2 separate regions of the Arabidopsis thaliana genome follow, and region 2 is linked to region 1. Evidence: chromatin contacts called from public capture Hi-C data. All regions are on one chromosome and are shown on one strand. The core of a region is the stretch at or near the end of the contact, and the rest is flanking DNA. Distances in the headings are between cores, read along the strand shown.

Evidence for each region. Capture Hi-C pulls out chosen DNA fragments and counts their contacts.
Region 2: a capture Hi-C map of root shows a contact between it and region 1, with 2.6 times the contacts expected there. A contact is called at or near these places in 1 of 26 Hi-C or Micro-C datasets (seedling) and 1 of 3 other capture datasets (root).

Annotation. Positions count from the first base shown.
Region 1 is chr1:24,516,419-24,520,629 of TAIR10.1, forward strand. It overlaps AT1G65900 (plant/protein), which reads right to left and starts at 2,183. Exons shown (of 11, transcript NM_105262.4): 1 at 1,698-2,183; 2 at 1,503-1,605; 3 at 1,391-1,416; 4 at 1,039-1,251; 5 at 867-938; 6 at 687-779; 7 at 512-553; 8 at 316-420; 9 at 62-227. The coding sequence starts at 1,907.
Region 2 is chr1:24,905,134-24,909,344 of TAIR10.1, forward strand. SWEET6 (Nodulin MtN3 family protein) reads right to left here and starts at 2,103. Exons shown (of 1, transcript NM_105348.1): 1 at 1,318-2,103. The coding sequence starts at 2,103. The coding sequence ends at 1,318. It overlaps AT1G66780 (MATE efflux family protein), which reads left to right and starts at 4,045. Exons shown (of 7, transcript NM_105349.3): 1 at 4,045-4,211. The coding sequence starts at 4,080.

The DNA.
Region 1 (4,211 bases), core at 933-3,432:
ACACTGGTTTTTAGCTCAAATCAACAGAAAAAAAAAAAACAATGTCTTATAACTTTCTTACCAAGAGTTGTTCTGTTTCTGACCCTTTTGTCATATCTCCAGATGCTTTGATTAGCAAGAAACGCAAAACAAGAGTTATCATCCACGTTTATGTTCGCCAAGAACGTTGTCTGTGTGTAGTTTTGAGGGTCAGATGATAGCGTTTCATCGATCACAGCATCCACAGTCTGAACAATCGAATTGTAGAGGCTAAGCAAAAGAAGTTTGTTTTTGGTCATCAAAAAGATGAAAGCAAAACAAGTATGACCAGCTTACACATAAAATGGCATGGAGTGCTTCCAAATCATCAGGATCAGAGACATTGTAAGAGACCTTGTTAATAGACTTGTCGATATTTTCACCACCAGCATCTTCTACAAACTGTTGTGTATGGGTTTGTCATGTTCAGTTCCAAAGCTTTTCCCAAGCATTTAAGGGAATAATTGAAAGTGTCAAATATTGAAATGCGTACCTTTAGCTTGTGTGATTCCTTAGTAAAACTCCACATGCCTCCCTTGAAAAAACAATTATGCGTTATGAGTTTGAAACCATAAACAGACATTTATCTTCGTATTTTAAGAAACAAAACAGTTAAAATAGCTAGAGACAACCCTTGACAAAAAAGAAGAAGAAGAAAGTTTTCTTACATTTTGATCATATCCCATCCAGGCTACAATCGGCTTGAAGGATTTTGTCTTGTTGGCAGCCATTTGAGACAAGCAAGTATAGCTTGCTTTAACCTTAAAGTTTCCATAACATACTTTATAAACAGCAAGAATAGACCATGTAGGCAGATTTTGCTAAGAGAATCACAAATAGTCACTAACCGAGTCATAGACTTGATTGGCTTTAGTTTCAAGATTTGTAAACGCTCCAAGGAATTTGATCCACTCCGCTCGCTTATTCAAGATTACAAAACCAGCACAACCTCATATCAAAATGTGTAATGGTTATCAATTTTGGTTAGGTTTAGAACTATGCAAAGATAATAATTGGCACCTGAAGAGGTGTTCCTTCACTAAGTGGAAAAAAGTTTGCAAAATTGCAAGTCTGAGGTTGATCAGTATCGCTGATGAAATGCGCCGCGAATTGAGATAGTTGTTCACCTTTGTCAAGCTTAACTACTTCCCCTGCCTCACACAGTTTCAGAAGACACGGTGAAACTACCTCATCCGATGTTATTCCCTTCAAGCTTCCGAGTAATCCAAGTAACTGCATATAATCAAAACTAAATCCATTTTTTTTTTTTGGTACATTTTAAAGTGTGATCCTAGTCTTCTATAGAATTTTTTGGCTAGTGCCAATAAAAGTCTAGAGCTTATGTATTGAGATACTAGAAAGGAGTGTTTACCTCAAAGAAAGAAACCGGAACACTTCCTGCATAAGAGAAAACATAGAGATCTAAAACAACAGAATTTTGTTAAACAGAGGAATGAAACAGGGGAGAAAAAAACAGAACATACCTTGAGAAGATTGAGTGTCTAATGAGTAATTTAGAAGTGGAATCACATAAGACTTTATCCTGGAAGTACAATACTTTGTCCGAACCGCCATTCTAGAAGTGTTCTACATATTATCCTCAATTATCAGACACGAACCATACCATACATTTGGAAACAAAAAGATGAAAGATAAGTTAATGAGAAAAGAGCAAGAACCTGAATAAGGAGATAGCTCTTGCCATCAATGGCGTTTTTGATGACTTTAAAGGTCTGTCCATAATAGATATGGAAATTCGTAGCATCTTCCACCTTTGAAATGATTCCAACCTTTACATTGTTGGAAGCTCCGTTTGATAATCTAGCTACCATGCACCACAATACTAACAATAGTATCAGAGGCCAAGAACTATAAGGCAATGGAGACATTATCACTGTTAATGGTGATGAAGAAAGAAGACAAAATCACAATTAACCCTTTTTGAATTTAGATTGGCTCTTCTTGAATTCACAAGACAAATATCTGTGGGTTTTCCATAGAGGGAGAGAGATAGAGTGGAGAGTGATAGGGAGAAATATTTTATTATTGTTGTTGGCAAAAATAAATAAACTTTTTCTATATGCTAGAATTCTGTTGGAATGTACTTTTTGTTTTTAGTTTGATTTAAGAATAATTGTGGAATTCAGATGGAATATTTGCCTCACTGGACATCCTCACTCAAGTGTAAATGTATATGCAACCACTATTTCACATTCTTCATACATGTGAATACCCTTTTGTATTCATTTTAGTATAGTGTTTATACGGACAATTGATTCATTATCCCTATGTCTCTCCAATTCCTATAGATGGAAGTTCAAACAGATTGAAACTTGTGTCAAGGTTGCAAAAGCATGTGAAAAACAAATAAATGTATAAATTTCTGGTTAATTCCGTTTAAGAAATTTAAAAATCGATCTCAATGCTGTTTATAACACAATGAAATAATTTCTTACCACAACCAAAAAAAAAATTAGAAAAATATAAAAAATATTTGGAAAGTGAGGTTTTGATTGATTGTGAGAACAATAGAGGAGGTGACCCGTGAAGAAAGCACGCGACTATTATTTGATTTGTCACTTTGTGTTTCAATAGTTACCACTTTCGCTTTCTTGTGATTTTCTGTCTACACCCATTACGTATCACCACGTGCATCCCAATCCCCATTACCACAATCTCGACTCCAAGATTTGAGATCGTAAAAGATAACGCAAATTATAATCATTTTAGGGTGTTGTAATTATTGTTAATGATATATACCAACTGTATCATTAATTTTTCTTGAATTTCAAAGGATATGGGAGTTCTTGTTTTCTTTTTTTTTGGTTAAATGGGATTTAAGTTGTAACTTTAAAGTAGGAATAAAGTCAAAGGCTCAAAGCCATATCCATAATATGATACATCTTACCAAGACGCATGAAAATTAATGGATCCATATTTCAACGGAACAATGTTTTAAATAACCTAAACTTTCAAAGAACTTTGTAAATTTCAAAGGATATTGGGAGTTTTTTGTTTTTGGTTGGGATTTATGTTTAAAGTATTTTAAAACGCATGAAATTAGGATCCACATTGAACATCTTTTAAAATAAACCTAAACTTCCGATGAACTTTGTATATTGTAACACTCCAATCCAGCCCATTAAGGCCCAAGTACCCTAAATTATGTCGTTGTGTGTTACTTAAAGTCTCACAAGTCACTTAACGCATCTCAATCTTCAACCCTAAAACAGGCAACGAACCTCAGCCACCACTGTCCATCGTGGTTGAGTTCGACGAAGTTTGTTGTTGTGATCCGATCTGATCCTAATGAAGATGAGGAAGGAAACAGTTTCTGGTAGGGGGAGTGAGATTCAATTGTAGTTATACTTCAGCAAGTAAGGCTAGATGAGAGGTGTCGACATCACCCCTAAAGGTATACCTAGCTGCCAAACTCTTTGATTGCCATGCAAGAATCAACAATATCTATAAAAATCCAGTATGCATAATCATCTTTTGAACTGGTTCTTGTGCTAGAGTTACAAAATCCTAGTTGTACTAGTACCAAACTTTTATGACACTTTTTAGCAGCTTGTTTTCGGTCAAGCTTGAAAACATGATCCATGGAAACATAACATCTATTTTTTTTGTAAATCATAAATTTGTTCATATAAAAGAAGATTTAATTATTAATTGCTAATGACTAAGATATTAAAAATTCAATGTTGAAACGTATCGATATTTGGTATGTTATGAGATATGCATACTCACGACATTGTTAATGTTGCAACGTATCGTAATATGCATATTATGACGGGGCAAGTCCGTCTAGTCCTCTTCACTCAGCGTTAGACACATTCGTTTATTCTATGTTTTGTTTGGGAGAGAATAATGAAGTTTCAATCGCCGATCCATACAAACTATTAAGAGCCAGGAAAGCAAATCTTGGCTCCATGAGATTGGCGAGCTTCTCTGACGCACCTAGATTCTTTTGTAAGAGAGGTTTTTTTCCTCTCTCTATCTTCCATTCACATTTGTTTTAATATTGAAACCGACAGTTTGAACCGTATAGGTTATTCTTAAATATTATCTGTCAAGATTCAAGAACAAAATAGCTCGATAGTAATTTTTGATGATCTATACATTGCAAAACATGGAACAGCAATCGTTATAATAAACAAGTTATTATGAAAATGACTATAAACTTACTCACA
Region 2 (4,211 bases), core at 853-3,352, 390 kb after region 1:
TTCTAAAACTAGCAATAAACCCAACTTGGTATTGAAACTTAAATTTTGGGATGTTACGTTGGACATTTTTCCGAAAACTAATTTTCGGCAAATTTGTCACTCGAAACTACATTGAGAACGTTGGATTCATCTAATCTACAAGCACTATCTTTGTAGTTTGTAGATTGTAGTGTATACTCAAACGTAAAATTTGAGGTTTGTTTCTGAGTGAGAAATGGATATCCAAAGTTGGGTATATGAAATACACAAAATGGATAAAGTGGTTTTTGTACATATTGGAAGTTGGAGAAAAAAATCTGCTAGTATATAAGGTGAAGGTTTCATGTCCAAGGCTTGTGGCCTTCTTTATTTTTTTTTTGCTTTTTCTTTTTTCAAAAGGCTTGTGGCCTTGTGTCACCATATTTGTGTAAGTAGGGGAAGGAGCTAATTCTCTTGATGCTTGGACGGGTGGGTTAGGTTGGGTCATTAGATGGGCTTGGGACTAAATTTTCTTTACTTAGATTCATTTTGTATTTGCTTCTCTCAATCTGAACTTTTTATATTTAACTTCTCAATCCTTATGGAGAGCTTCTTGACTGCACTCTCCGGTAGCCTTTCTTAACCATCCTCTCCGGTTTAGGAGCCATGTTTTTAATTTTCTTGGCCATGAACAATATGCCTCATTGTGTTTAGGTAGTGTGAGAAAATTGGAGCTTATGTGAACAAAACTTCTTATTATTTCAGTGGTATTCCCTATTGGACTACTTTTGTTTTTTTCATCTTTCCACTTACACTTTAATGGGAATGGGCTATGGGCTGATTTAGTCTCATGTTCAACACTACAAGCCCTAATCCTAATTCTTGTTATGAAATTCACCAAAATATTTGGACCAAAGAGCTGATCAAACCAAGTTTGTATCTGTTTCTAATCCTTTACTCGGTTCTAGGGAAATCGAGTTAATATTTGTTTCTATTTATTTGGGAAACTTTTCAGGCAATCAAGTCTAGGGAGAGAATTCTTGTTGATAAATTTTGGATAAATGACTCATTGATTAATTGAAGAATAAGTACAAACTATGGGTTAACATTAGTTGCATTTTTAGTGAATTTGTTCAAGAAACATCAACGACTTTTTCTCAATTTTCACTCTTGAAGAAATGGTCCTCAAACAAAAAAAAATGACCAAAGAGAGAAGTCATATTTTTAAAAGAGTCTACGGCTTCTGAGAACTATGGACAACGAAATTTGACTTATTCGCATATTACAGTCCTAAAAATATAAAAAAAATCCTAGATGATTATATAATAAACTTACAGTGAATAACATGAAAAGACCAAATCAAACGCCGCTAACTCTTTTGTTTAAATATGGGATGTTCTCGGGTTCAGTTTGAGCGATCGCATTGGATAATCCGACTTCACCAACGTAACCGAGTCGGTTCTTCCTTTCCTCCATTATCCCTTTGGTAGATTTGTAGTAGGTACCATACAATATTAACTGTACTAGTCCAAAAACACACCCAATCCCATTTGGTATAGCCAGGAATGGATCAAAAGGCACAAAGCCATAAATTGTCCAAACACCTGCGTTTAGAAAACCAACTACCGATAACAAAAACGGCATGAACTCCAAACTTTTTGTTTTTATTACCATTTTCATGACAGACAATGGAGAAGCATACATCATAGCGTTGAAAACGCAAGATACAATCCCAACGCTTATCGTCCGTTGATCGGTAGTGTGTTCGAGAGTTAAGACCAAAACCGCAAGGGTAGCCACAAACACAACTTGAACGGTTAAAACAGCGGATATTACCAACCGATGTTGTTGACGACCACAAAATACAAAAAAGATTGTAAGGAAAACGATTTCGATCGTGATTCCTATACCGCTTATTGTAACGAGCAAGGTGCTATCAGGATGAACCATAGGAAGTCCATAAAGAGCACGAACCAAACAGTTTAGGAGAGTCGCTAAATATGGCAATGGTGAGTATTTTTCCACTGACTTCTTTTTCACTATGTGTATAAACGTTGGCGTTGGCGATAGAAACAAACATAGAGAGATGAAGTTTCCTAATATACCAACAATCTTCCGAATAAGATTCAACTGTTCATGCACCATATTGTTATGATGAAGGGTAGTTATCTTGAAAGAAATATAAAAAGACAAAATAGAAGAAGAAGGCAAAAAGCAAATTTGAGTAAGATTGCTCGATAGAGTCATGGTGAGTAGTTCATTTTCATAGCGGACAACACGTGGAAACATTTTCCACGGGAGGAACAACACATGGATATATCAGAAGAAGTTAAACACACACACAAAAAAAGTCCAAACACATCGATCCACTACCAAGAACAAAAAACGTTGGACAATGGATATGAAAAATTTGGGTTGCGTAAAATATCTATAATATTCAATTTAATAGTATGCTTAGGGATATCAAAATGGGTAACCCAACTCAACTTAACTCATAATCAAATGAGTTTAAATGAGTTGGGTCAACCCATAACTCATTTAATTTAATGGGCTGAGTTGTTAAATGGATTAACCCATTTAAGTAATAATTTAATTAATTATTATTATAAAATAATAATAAATAATTATCATTATTAATTCATTATCATCAAACTTAGGATATTTACGGATTCCACTTTTTATTGGTTTACGTTTTTGGCGGGAAAATCACGGGTTTACGTTTTTGGCGGAAAAATTATAGGTTTACGTTTTTGGCGGAAAAATTATAGGTTTACGTTTTTGGCGGGAAAATTACCGCTTTACGTTTTTGGCGGGAAAATTACGGATTTACGTTTTTGACGGGAAATTCACGGGTTTACGTTTTTGGCGGGAAAATCACGGATTTACATTTTTGGCGGGAAAATCACGGGTTTATGTTTTTGGCGGGAAAATCACGGATTTACGTTTTTGGCGAGATAATCACGGGTTTACGTTTTTGGCGGGCAAAACACGGGTTTACGTTTTTGGCGGGAAAATCACGGGTTTACGTTTTTGGCGGGAAAATCACGGGTTTATGTTTTTGGCGGGAAAATCACGGATTTACGTTTTTGGCGGGAAAATCATGGGTTTACGTTTCTGGCGGGAAAATCACGGATTTATGTTTTTTGGTGAAAAAATTACGAGTTTACTTTTTCTCAATTTCATCGCTTGTATATTTAAGAAATTTGGAAAAATATTAATTTTATTAAATTGGTTTAGATGTGTTGGTTAAACTTAAATTGGCATTGATTTAGAGATTTTAGTTGGTTTAATTCAATTTTACAAAACTTGATAGTTTAATTGGGTAACCCATTGAAACCATTAACCATTACAACCCAACTCATTTTACTCATCAAACCAATTGACTCATCAAACCAATTGACTCATCAACTCATTTGACCAATCAACTCATTTGAGTCAAAAATTTTAACTCATTAGGGTTCATGGGTTGAGTTGAGTTGAGTTGACCCATGAATTTTGACCCATTTTGACACCTCTAAGTATGCTATTCATTTAGACTGGAGTCAGAAAATTCGAATAATCATAAATTTATGGAACATATATAATATTCTTAGTACAATATTCATTATTTTTGGGTGGATACTGATAACAAAATGAGAATTACCCAAAAATATTACATTCTTAATTAAATTTTTAGTCTAAAAGTATTATTACTAATTTATTTTTCCAATTATACCAAAACAAAATTGTATTTCCAACCAAAATAAATTACAAATTACAAATAAAATTAAAATTTCTATTTAGGTTCTTTCTGAAATTTCCATTAGTTTCTGTCAGTTCCACCAGCTTCATTCTCTTTTATCTATTCAACAACTAACTAGTCAACGTTTAAAAAAAAAATCTAGTCAACGTTTTGTATTAACTTCCTCGACAAGTTCCCATAACTCTACCTACTCAACTTTTATGGAGACCACGTCTTCGCGTCATTGTTTAATTCATTTCACAAGGTCAACGCATATATTTCCCTATTTTTTAGTCTAATTCAACGAAGAGTTCTTTATCGTTCCCCAAGTTTTTTTCATTTGGATCCATTCAATCTTATTGATTGTAGCGCTTCTCTAAAAACAGTTTTGATCAAGACAATGGAAAATGGTTTCTCGTTGGTGCCCAAAGAAGAGGAAGAAGAAGAAGATTATAGTAATGAGAAATCTGAAGATCAGACGAGTTATTATTTGTCAACAGAGATGATGAAGAAGGTAAGCTTCATGGCTGCA